Regions from separate parts of the Mus musculus genome. Here region 2 is linked to region 1. The links are chromatin contacts, called in public Hi-C maps. All regions are on one chromosome and are shown on one strand. The core of a region is the stretch at or near the end of the contact, and the rest is flanking DNA. Distances in the headings are between cores, read along the strand shown. Region 1 overlaps Gm32611 (a long non-coding RNA gene). Region 2 overlaps Gm32611 (a long non-coding RNA gene).

What was found. A called contact is a pair of places that touch in the nucleus more often than the background predicts.
Region 2: a Hi-C map of cerebral cortex shows a contact between it and region 1, with 2.5 times the contacts expected there. The contact joins two enhancer-like sites. A contact is called at or near these places in 3 of 15 datasets of contacts at CTCF or cohesin (embryonic stem cells and stem cell-derived epiblast-like cells), 17 of 484 Hi-C or Micro-C datasets (the C2C12 cell line, cerebellum, cerebral cortex and 5 more) and 3 of 115 datasets of contacts at active chromatin or transcription factors (bone marrow-derived macrophages and embryonic stem cells).

The regions. Positions count from the first base shown.
Region 1 is chr4:125,158,320-125,164,439 of GRCm38.p6, reverse strand. The region is part of intron 2 of Gm32611 (a long non-coding RNA gene); the gene reads right to left. All of the region lies in intron 2 of Gm40245 (a long non-coding RNA gene), which reads right to left. Among named protein-coding and RNA genes, the nearest start is that of Gm40245, 11 kb to the right of the region's middle. Within about 2 kb of position 3,924, at least 20 of the 459 cell types and tissues checked have an H3K27ac peak or open chromatin away from gene starts, as enhancers often do. A contact at or near this core is called in cerebral cortex, where this site is marked.
Region 2 is chr4:125,254,573-125,260,692 of GRCm38.p6, reverse strand. The region is part of intron 4 of Gm32611 (a long non-coding RNA gene); the gene reads right to left. Among named protein-coding and RNA genes, the nearest start is that of Gm46869, 33 kb to the left of the region's middle. Within about 2 kb of position 2,637, at least 6 of the 459 cell types and tissues checked have an H3K27ac peak or open chromatin away from gene starts, as enhancers often do. A contact at or near this core is called in cerebral cortex, where this site is marked.

The sequences.
Region 1 (6,120 bases), core at 2,675-5,174:
CTCTCACTGTCCCCAAGGACTCTGTCTCCCCGAGCCAGCACCCAGTGCCTGAGCTAAAGCTCAAGTGTCAGGCTTTCTGCCTCCAGTCACCCTAAGACAATGAGCAAGTCCCTGTCTTGCTCACGCCTGGGTCTCTTCTCCCTAAGACAGATGCCAAGGGACGCCTGCTCCCAGGATGTATGGGGACCACAGTTCCACAATGGAACAGGTGGAACCTGTAGAGCCTGGCCGCTAGGATCCAGAGGCATCAAGAGGGTGATGGTCAGATTCCGACCTCAACTATGGCTTTACTGACTGACTTCTTCCCACTACACACACACCCACTGTGCCGGGGTTCAGAGAGCTGACAAAGCAACCTGTGTGTGAGGCCCTGCAGTCCATCCCAGTATCACACATGGGCACATGTGCGTGTGTGTGCACACACATACCACACACACACACACCAAACATGTAAGAAGCTGTGCTCATATGCCCACAGTTCAACATGCACACTACAGGACACCTGCATTCTAAGTCCCAAAGATCCCTTATCAGCATACTAAGCAAGGTTGGGAACCACACAGGCCCTGTCAGAGGGCAAAGTAGCAGTGCCCTCTGCATGGGGTTTCCATCTCTCCTAGGACCTGGAGACCATAAAGATCCTCCTTAAACTGGACATATGGGTACATGCCTGTTACCCCTAAGTAAAGACAACCCCAAGGCCAGCCTGAGTGACAGAGTGAAACCCTGGGGACAGGAAAGCTTTTTTTAAAAAGAGAACTCATCTCTTTTCTTGCAATGTTATTCCTCCTGCCATGACACCCAACCTAATGTCAAGGGTGAACCTCAAAGCTGCGTCGCTTGCAGGCACCCTTTCCTGTCTGTCAAGAGAGACTCCGGCCAGCAGCCTCAGCATCACACAGAGAACATGTTCCCCTCCCCCACTGTTGACCTTCATCAGTGTGAGTGAGCCCTGAGAATCTACCCAGGTAGGTCATAAAGCAGTTGAGTCAAGCGCTCCCGGGAGCTCCCCTGTGACACCTGAAGGAACTACAGTGTGGTGGGTACACATGCACTAGCTAGTCATTGCCTCAGAGGAGGCTGGAAGTAAGTAGAAGGCTGGCCCGGCTAGATGACAAGGGCCAACAGCCAGAGGCACAGGAAAGAGGCAGCCTAGCCTTGGGGTCAAAAGAAGCGATGTCCCTTGACATGGAAGGCAGTTGGCCTCAAGTGCTGAGCTGATCTTCGCAGTACACCTGGACAGAGATCACAAGACAGGCCTGTCACAGGCCAGGAGACTCCCGATGAAGCTCTCTTAGGAGCCACCAACCAACCTTCCTTCTTACTTCCAGGACAAGCTCACAGGCAGAGCCCTGCTAGCCTCTCCTCTCATCCCCCGGGGACAGTATAGTTAAAACAGCATCAGGACCGAGCCCAGCTCACCCCATCCACGCAGCCTGAGACTGGCTGGAGCCTTGGAGAGGGCTACCCTTGAATGCAAAAACTTGATTGTAATGCTGAAGCCTTGAGCCAGCCTTAGGAGTGCCCTACCCAGCAGGCTGCCCGCATGCGCACAGTGGGATGTACCTGATTCACCACGTGACAGAAAACAATGGAGCACCTGACTCACCTACACTGACATTCCCATTAGCCCAGCACACACATGAATGCACCTCCCCCCCTCCAAAAGAAGCGTTTCTCACCCAAATTCATCTAAAACCACCCAACACCCAGGTGCCACATGTTCAGTCCAGCACATGCCCCCACGCCAAGCCACATTTCCTGCACCACCATACAACACAACAAACATCAGATAATGCGTTACACAGACTCAGTGCACCCTCACCCTCACCCCTATAAAGCGGCCTGCCTCAAAGCTTATGGACAGGTGAGCTCAGACCCTCCCCCATGTGGCCTGGTGCTGAGGTCCCATCCCAAGCCACATGTCCAGGGTGTGGGGTCTGCACGTGCCTCACAGAAAGGCACATTGGCTTCTCTCACAGAAAGAACCAACATCCTCAACCCAGACCATGCCCAACAGGGTCCTGTCTGTGGACATGCTGTCTGTGGACATGCTGTCTGTGGACATGGCTGTGTAAGCTACCTCCATTCTAAATGAAGGTCAAAGCTGTGTTAGTTATGTTTCTCCTTGCTAGACTAACACACCTCACCAGCAGCAACTTACAGGACGCAGGGGTTATCCTTGCATACTGTAAGGGGTCATGTCCCATTATGGTGGCTAGGCCATGAAGTGGCTGGTCACATGATATTCAAAATCATGATGCAAAGAGATTTGTGCGGCCCAGATTGCCTTCTCTGTAACTATGTGACCGTGTGATGGCTGGACCATGTGCATATGGTCTCATGGGCCAGAAAAAAAAAAAAATGGTAGTGGGCTCCCCGAAGCTAGGAGTACAGGCTGTTATGGGCTGTTCCGTGTGGGTGCTAGAAAAGAAACCCAGGTTGTCTACAAGAACAGTGTGCTTTCTTAACCAATGGGCCATGTCTCCAGCCCAACTACACACACACACACACACATTCAGGGAGGACCTTCCCTGCTCAGTGAACACCCTTCCAGACACACCCAAAAGTGTGTCTCCTATGTGATTCCACTTCCCACCACGGTGACAATAAAGATGGCTCACTCTTCATCGGGTCTGAACTCTCGTCTCAAAGAGAATCAAATAAAACAACCAACCAGTAAGCACACACACCATTTTCACCAACAGAACTGGTCTGTCCAGGAGTTCTCTGTCCCCATCCAGCGTTAGGACCTCCCATATCCTTTTCAACATGGTGGGCCTGACCTGCTGGGTGGGTATCCAGTGCCCAGTGCCAGCTGCATCCGCTATGAGGAGGTTGCTACTAGCAAGGCCAGCTGCCAACCTGGAGCCTGGCTGAAAGAATCCGGCCCCAAGGGTTGTGGGTTTTTCTAAGCCCACACTTGACTCTGTCCGCACAGATCCAGTCTGTGTGTGTGGTCTGTGGGGAGGCTGCACCAGGGAGGCGTATCGATCAGGCTGGTCGGGAGAAGAAAGGAAAAAGACCTTCAAACAGCAAAGCTTCACGCCTGCAGAGGCTTGAAAAGACCCATGGAAACGGGGCATGCAGGTTTCCACCCCTGAGGTAGCCACACACTGTGGGTCGTGTGAGCCAGGGAAAAAGCACAGCTCTCTCTCTCTCTCTCTCTCTCTCTCTGTGTGTGTGTGTGTGTGTGTGTGTGTGTGTGCACGCGCGCACGTGCGCACACACCCGTATTTGTACAGGAGTTGTTTAGCAGCTCTTGAGTATGAATAACTCTCCTATACCAGCATGCATATGTAGCACCTGTACTGGCCAGAGAAATGTGTGTGCAGGCACGTAGTCACCCTGAACTCTCAAAGCATGCCTGTGCACACATGCTCAAGAACGCATGTATTCTACCTACCTGCCCTCTGAGAACTTCCCCCTCCGAGGGTGGGAGCAAGCACCTTTGTCCACTGTCAATTTTGTCACCTCTCACCCTTGAAACCAACCCTAACCAAAGGAACTCCCAGGACTGTCCCCCCCATCCGGGACTTCCCTCTCAGGAAGAAAAAGGTAGCCAGGACTGTGTTTATTCAATCTCAGATCCTGGCGACCAGATCTGCTAAGTATGTCAGAGGAGATTTTTTTGTAATTGCGGTTCCTGGGCCCCGCCCCCAGAGACTAATTGACAGCAATCTGAGGAAGGCACAGGCTCTGGAGATTTTTAGCACTGCGGGAGTGATTTTAACATGGTCCCAGGACTGAGAATGACTAAAGGCCCCTGCTCTTGTGGGCGTCCTTGCGCTCTAGCGGGACTGTTCCTGAGATGTGACGGTGGCGCTCCAGTCTGAAAACCTGAACACCGGCGTCTGAGCTCTCCTGCCTAGACTCTTCCCTAGGTAGGAGCTCAGCAAAGCTGACACACATCCACGCGCCGCGGCTGCCCCCTTCTGGACGGAGCCTGCAGCGCTCAGCTGCTGCGTGACCTGCAAGCTGGGTGCTACAGTCCCTTAGGGAAGGCCTTAGTAGGGCTTTGGTGGCATGCCCAGCTACTCAGGAGCTGAGACAGGAGGATTACTTGAGCCCAGGAATTGTGAGGCCAACTTGGGTAACATAGGGAGATGTTTTTTGTTTTTTGGTTTTTTTTTTTTTTGAAGAGACCAGCTGGGCACTAGAGCTCCTGCCTGTAACCCCAGCACTTAGGAGAGGAACAGAGAATCCAGGAGTTAAGGGGCCAACAAGGACTTCATAGTGAGTTCCAAGTCACCTAAAAAAAAAAAAACTGTCTTCAAAACAAAGGTCTAGGCCCAGCCTAGTGGCCTACTCAGGAGCAGGGGCAGGCAGACCTCTGTGAATTTGAGGCCAGCCTGTTCTACATAATGAGTTCCAAGACAGCCAAGGCTATAGAGTGAGATCCTGCCTTGCAAAACAAAACTTAAGCTGGGCAGTGGTGGTGCATGCCTTTAATCCCAGCACTTGGGAAGCAGAGGCAGGTGGATCTCGGTGTTCAAGGCCAGCCTGGTCTATAGAGTGAGTTCTAGCCAGGCTATACAGAGAAAGCCTGTCAAAAAAACAAAACAAAACAAAATAACAAAAACAAACAAACAAACACACCCTTTTTAAACAAAGGTAGGGGGGACTTCACACCTCTGCACCCTTCAGCCAATTGTGGTCTCCCCAGCCTTCCAGAAAGTCCTCTCCACCAGCCACCATCCTCCTCATGCCTTCCCTTCCTGATGTACCCAGTCCCTATACTAAGTCTCCCCTGTCACACTGGAAGTCCCCAGGGCAAAGGGAACAGGCCTGGGGTCCGCAGGGGCCTGTAGAATACAGGAAGCCTTCTCCAGTGGCTCCCTACCACTCTGGCTCTGTGTGAGCCAAGGCAGAGCTTCTCGCTCATACTCAAGCCCTGGGGCAAGGGGATCCTCCGTAAACTGCCAGGGGCACTCATCACGCTAGATGCCAGGTACACATTTTGTTCCGAGCATTTCACTAGTAATAAATCCCTTCATTTGTACCTAATTATCCTTATTTTGTTTTAGAATCTAGAAAACCAAGGCCCAGAGAGGTTCAGTGAGACCCAAAGAAACACACAGCGGGGTCAACTCAGAGCTGAGACTCAACCCGAGGGTTGGCTCAGGAAACCATACTTTTAACCACCCTTCCTTCTTAGGGGAGGAGAACCATTGGAGATCTATGTCCCCACTGGCCCAGGCTGGCTCCCCAATCCCTTCCCAGCAGAAATCGGCCTGGAGTCTCTGCCCGGCTGGCAGCTCAGGGGCTGTGTCGTCTCTTGCTTCCTTCTTAATTTTTCTGACAAGAGCAGCTGCCACGGCAGCTGACAGCCAGCCTGTCGGATGGAATGGGAAGGCGGGCCCAGACCTCGTTTGTCTGGTGGAAAAATGGATTTGGACAAGGGGACGGCTGAGCTTCAGGAGACAGGGGAGCACCCATGGGTGACCGGTACAGATGGGATCCCAGAAGGCTGGGGTGGGTACAGGCACGGGGCAGGAAGCCCTGGATGCTGGTGGAGGTCTGCGTAAGCCCCGCCCCCTGGATGCCGGAGAAAGCCTCGCTCCATCAGCTTCCCTTCCCCTCTCCCCATCTCCCTTCCCTCCAGTCTCTAATCAACTTCCTGGCACTGGGCCTGCATCAGTTTCTGGGGACAGAAGGCCGAGACAGGTCCATCACTGTCCTCAAGGACATCCAGGCTAGGGAAACTGCCAGGGAGACTCAACGATCCTGCAATGGTGCAGACACTCAAGGCCATCTGTTGGGGAGTAGCCTTTACCACGGACGATCCATGCCAACCACTCGGGCACCTATATCCTTCCTTCCCCCTTATGGTGTGGTGCTAACGTTCTTGCTTCCACAGTGTTTGAGCGCTTAAATGAATTAACCCGTGTGGTACACTGTAAAGTAGCACCTGGCCTATGACCAGTGCCTTCTCCCATTCACATCACCCAGGAGCAGACAATGCTATCTCCAGGGACCCTGCCCCCACCCGACTCCCCTTATTCATTTGTCCCACCTTAGACTCAGACCCTGAAGAACCCCTGAGGTCTAAGCTCCAGCCTACCTGAAACAAGGCCCTCTTTACCATTCACAGCAGATGAGAGAGTCACCACGTGTGAT
Region 2 (6,120 bases), core at 1,388-3,887, 98 kb before region 1:
GGAGGTGGGGGCTATGAACACGCTAGAATCTTTCCCCTGCAGGAGCGGGTGGCAAGTTCTAGCTTTGGAAGAGAGTGGTCAGGGAGAAGGTTGCCAGGAAGCCACAGATGGACTTTGGAATCCCAGTAGTAGAGACTAAGGCAGAAGGATTCTGAGTTCCAGACAAGGCTGGGCCACACAGTGAGTTCCAAGCCAGCCTGGACTATATAAATGTCCCCTATTTCAAAACACAAAACAGACAGGCAGGAAGCCACAGAGTCTACAAAGGGCCCCTGGTTTGCCTGACTATTCCTATGCGTAGGTAAGGCCCATGAGGATGGACTTTGTGTATACTGGGAGCCTCTATTCCTGGGTGTTTTTGCCTGGCATAGTAGGCTGTGGGTAGATGAACTCACTGACTCAGTACCTTGGCACAGCCACAAATGTCACCCAATCCATACTACTCAAAGTGTGTGACCTCTAGGGACATGGATGGGATAAGGGTTGAGCAGCAGCCCTACTGGAGATTTGTCTGCACGTACTAGGACTGACATATATCCCTTCCCTTCAGCAAGTCTCAGTTTCTTCATCGATAGGATAGACTAGGAATAATATGTTCCTCATCTCACAGGCCTACTGGAAGGGATTTAAATAAAATCCTATGTGGGTCTGGGGACAACTCCGTTGGAAAAGCCCTTGCTGTGTAAATACACATACCTGAGTTCAATCCCCAGAGCTCATGTTATAAAAGCCAGGAGTGCGGGGCTGGCAAGATAGCTCAGTGGGTAAAGATGCTTCCTTCAATGCCTGTCAAGAATGACGTGAACTCCATGAACCCATGTGGTAGAGAAAGAGCTGACTTCCACAACTTTGCTTCCCACCTCCACATGGGTGTTGTACTATGGCGTGTGTGTGTGTGTGTGTATGTGTGTGTGTGTGTGTTCGTGAGAGTACATGCGTGTGTGCGCATGCGCAGGCATACACACGAAAATAAATATTTTATTTTAAAAGTTTGAATAAATCACTCTGAAAAATTAAAAGCACCATACTGAGTGTAAGCTATTGTTGCCTTTCCTATTTGTGATTGTACACTGGCAGCCCCAGGCCCCACCACCAGGTGACAAAGGGCTTTCATCACAAACGACTTGCTGAGACTGTTCTCTTAACAGCCCTGTTTGCTAATGCTTCCCCATCTCCCGCCTCCACGTAAGCCCTCCCCACAGCTGCGCACTCAAATCCTCAGCCATCAGCGCTTGACGGGGTGCAGAGACACAAAATGGAAGAGGGGACATGAATTAGCAGTTTAAGGCAGGAGTGAGCTCATGATAAAATCCTCTCTCCATCCATCACGACGTTATAAGCATACAGCACAAATATGAGAATATCAACATGACCTACGACGCTGAGCTCCTTGCCACCGTTCTTTACGACCCAACCCTGTGAGGCAGGAGCATCTCATTTTACCGCAGGCATCACGGGGATGTTGCCAGGGGACAGAAGGCATGTCCGAGGCAGGCTGTCCACTTGAGGGAAGCAGGGAGGGACCAAATACTACACGATGCCCTGGCTTTGCCAGTCAAAGAGAAAAATAAATAGGGGGTTGGAGCCAAGGGAAGTTGTTTTGGATTTTGATGCTCTCTACGGGTAAGGAAGCCACAGGCCTGTCGAGGGCCTTGGGAAGTCCTGGGGAAAAAATTTCTTTCTTTAATTTTTAAAAAAATTAGTGTGCATGTGTGTGTGTGTGTGTGTGTGTGTGTGTGTGTGTGTGCACGTATGTATGAGTGTGTATGTGTGTGTGCAGGGGTGTGTGTGTGTGTGTGTGTGAGAGAGAGAGAGAGAGAGAGAGAGAGGGAGGGAGGGAGGGAGGGAGGGAGGGAGAGAGAGAGAGAGAGAGAGAGAGAGAGAGAGAGAGAGAGAGAGAGAGAGGGGCAGGAAGGAGACAAGTGCTATGAGATGAATGTGGAGGTCAGGGGACAACTTTCTGGAGTCAGGTCTCTCCTTCCCCTTTATGTTGGTTCCAGAGATTGAACTCAGATCTCTAGGCTTTCGAGGCAAGCTCCTCTGCCTGCAGAGCCCTCTTGACAGCCCCAGAGAGGATATTTCTGTACTTCCCCAGAAATCTCTAACCCTCATTTCAGCAGCCATTGTGACCTCAAGGGCCAACCTGGCACCATTCAGAGTATGTACCCAGAGCTCTGAAGTGGCGATGTCACATGGACTGCAGGAGCAGGTGAGGGGCCATGGCACAGAAGCACAGGACAAACAGGGGTTAGACTGCAGGCTCATCAGCCTCCTGGTCCACGGTGGGTGTTCACAGGGTACCATGTGGCTAGCGCTATGCTGGCACCAAGCTTGATCTAGAGGTGCACAAAGCCCCTTTGCATCAGGGTGAACTCCTGCACAGGACATCAGAAGACATTTGTCCTGTGTGACCTTGGGAGAATCTATGTCCCTCTCTGGGCTCTGCCTCCCAGCAGAGACATGCCAAGGTCAGACCTGACTCACTGCTGCTGCCAACCCTCTTGCTTTGCTTCGGTGGACCAAGGGAGAGGAATCAGATTTGCCTACTGTGTGCAGCACGTCCTGATAGGAAGAGACCAGAAGAGGGAGCTGAAGCCACCCTAGGAGCACTCTGGAGCACTGCAGAGCTGGGAGCATGGAGCCACCGACTGCAGTGCCAGGGGCTGGGGATCCCAGCCAAGCTCCTGCGCACGAATCACTCGCAGCATATGCTCCTCATTTCATACATCATTTGCAAGGAGCTCTTCCTGCTCCAAGAGCAACTGGGCTTTGGCTTTTGTCTTTTCTGCTCCAGCTCCTACCCTCTGCATTGTCCCCCAAACCATCATTAGCAGACACTGGCAATGTCTTCCCATAGGCTTGTGACATCGCTCAGGGTTGGAATAAGTGTAGCCACTTTCTCAGGGTAGGCTCCAAGTCATAGAGAGCATGTATGGTCAAAGCTGGGGTGATGAACTCACCCAGGGAGGGACAGGGACAGGCCAGCAGAAGTACCTACAATAAGATATATAATGACATCCGGAGATTCATAGAGAGTACCTTGCACACCATCAGAGGTGGGTCTGCACAAGAAAATGCTAGCTGAACAAAATGGGGATGCCCACAGAAAGACCTGGTTCAGAGCACCACTGTGAAGTCTGATATCTCTATATCTGAAGGACTCAGGACAGACACGATGCTACTGTTGGGCTTTATATAGATACGGGCCATGTGCAGATTGGCAGGCCCACACCTTGCATGGTTATTTCCAGGGCTGAGCACATAGTAGGTGCTTAATGAGTATTTCGCTAAAAGGAGTGAAGGACACTTGATGTACCAAACAAAACGAATTGATAGGTTCAGCACTGTTATTGATTCCTGCTAGAGCTTCCCCTCACGACAGTGGACATTAAGGATATGATGAAGATGACTCAGATAAAGCCCCAATTCTTCTTATTGATCCTCCGACTCCTGCCACCTTGCCAAGTCCACCTTCTCTCAACTCTACTGCTCACTTTTCTCTCTCCCAAAAACTGAACCCAGAGCTCAGATCACCATGCAATGAGGTCATCTAAAAGCCCTGACTTCCACCCTGTTTCACTACAGTGCACTCTTGTTAGGACAAACATGGGGCTCCAGTCTAGAGAGGCCAAGCCTGGCACCCTCCTGTCCTGGGGTGCCTACCTGCAGCCCCTTCCAACCTAAGCCCAAAGGAAAACGTTGATGGTTCCAAGAGTCCCCTGCAGGAAGTAGCAGACTTGCACCCAGAGCCAGGGCTATTCCATTCCATGGAGCATGAAGATCTGACCTGTTGTCAGCCCACATTTACCACTAGAGACAGCAAGGGACCAAACCACCAAGGTCCCACCCTGATGGCACTGATAGTCTAGTAAAGAAGAAAGCCAAGAAATGGCCTAGCCAGCAGATAATTTGGGTTGTTTTTGAAAAGGGGATAAAACAAACAAACAAACAACCACTACAACACAAAATTGGGACTTTCCGTTTCCACCTTTGATAGCACAAGCCCATTCTTTTACCTGTTCTATCCTGTATCAATTGAGCCATGGAGCATGCCTCAGAGATGTCCTGCCAGACAGCCTCTAGCAAATATTAACCATGGGAGACCCAAGAGCACAGGACCTGAGAGATGCAGGCGCTCTCTCTTCCCCTGCTCCCTCCTGACTCTGTCTCCCAGGTTCCAGGCCTGTTGAGACTACAGCTCCAGTCTCACTGGGCTCTCGAAATCCCTTCCCCGCTGTGTCCCTCAGGCCTAGGTCTCACAGCTTCCTAAGGTCACCAGCCACTGCATCCTTTAGATGGATCCATGACTCTTCAAGTTGCCAGCTGCCTGTCCTGCCTTCCTGCTAAACCCTTGAAAGACAGACATGTCAATAGGGCATAATGTGCCAGGGACAGGGCATGGACAGACAAGGAAAGTACATTGTATTCAAGGACTAGAAAGATGGCCTGTGTGACTGGAGGGGGAGCGGAAGCAGGGGAGAGGATGAAGTCAGGATGATGGCTAGACTATTCAATGACTGACTCAGCACAGGTCTGAGGGGAGCTCAGCTGTAGCTCTGCATAGAACCCTAAGACTTGAACAATTCCTACAAGGGAGTTGAGGCACACCGGCTGCTACAAAGCACAGGCTATGTAGTGAGAGCTGCCAGAAAAAAAGCTGGAACCTCCTGCCAAGGACAGCGCCATGAGGGGGGACCTGGGAACCACACCCAGCCAAGCCGGAGAACTTCACATGGACAACTTCATGTCTTAGCTACTTTCCTATTGCTGTAATAAAAGACCCTAAGGAAAGCAACTTAAGAGAGGAAGGCTTTGTTTAGCCTCATAGCTCCAGAGAAATTCAGTCCATTGTGGTGGGAAAAGAGCAGTGCGGGATAGGGGAGGCATAGCAGCAGAAGCAGGGAGCTGGACTATTACATCCACACTCAGGAAACAAAAAACAGAAAGCAAGGGTTGCTTGCTTTCGCTCAATTTACTTTCTCCATCTTATGTCATCCAAGATCTCCTGCCCAGGGAGCAGACCTGTCCACAATTAAAACAGCACCCCCCGCACTCCCCCCCACCTAGCATATCAGTTAAGGCAATCAAGATAATCTTCCAAAAGCAAGCCTGGAGGCCCATCTTGCATGTGACTATAGATGCTGGCAAGCTGACAATCAGCTCTACCCATCGCACCTCCCAAAACCTGGAGCAGAGTGAGCGGTAGGACCCAGATGCTTTGAGGAATGTGGAAGTGGTCCAGCCCTTGGGACACAGTGAGGGCCATGGACCTGCCATCAAGCACCGTGGAACAAGAGTGATGGAGTCTTTACCTCTGCTCAAGGCAGGGAGATGGTAGGCACAGCCCAGAACATCTTGAATCAGACTCCTTCCCCCAAAGCATTCTGTGAGGTTGCCTGGTAGGCAACAGAAAGTGGAGGGCACACCGTGGCAACCAGCTGCCTGGCACTAACAAGTTCAGGGCACCAAGTACCTCTGCCAAGGGAGAGGAACAAACCTACCAAAGCAGGATGCCACAGGTATGGTCACAAAACCGTCCCAATTTGAGGCAGAGTTTGTATCTCTTTATGGGCACAGCGATGCTGCTTAAAGCAAGAGGGAGAATGGCCTCCTGGGCTGACAGTTAACCCAGGCACAGGCTCTGTACACTGGCCTGCCATCCTCTTTCCCAGGCATCTTGCATTAGCCTGAGTCAGATTTTGTCCCCTTCATGGAAGAAGAAACTGAGGCTCACAGAAGCACAGTTAAAAACCCCAGCCTTGCCCTGATCACAGAGTCAGGAGGCAAGCTCAGGATTCTAGGGCCATCTACCCGCTAGGCCTACAAAGCTTGAGTTCCCTGTGTAGCCCGGGAGGCCCTCCAAAGAGCTCAGGTCACTTTGAGCCCCACAGCTGCCAGCCTCCGTGGTCACTCCTTGCTCGCCTCTTAGCCTCACTAGGCGGAGGCCAGACCCCACCTACTGCATCCTCTAAACAGAATGGAGTGGCATTCCAGCTGAACAGAGAACATGCATGCCCTCATTAGAATTAAATTATTACTTTAATAACCGTGGTGAGGAGGCGGTGCTTCCAGGGACCAGCCTGTTAGCATCCCTAGTGAGCTCTGAGCTAAGCAGCGCCT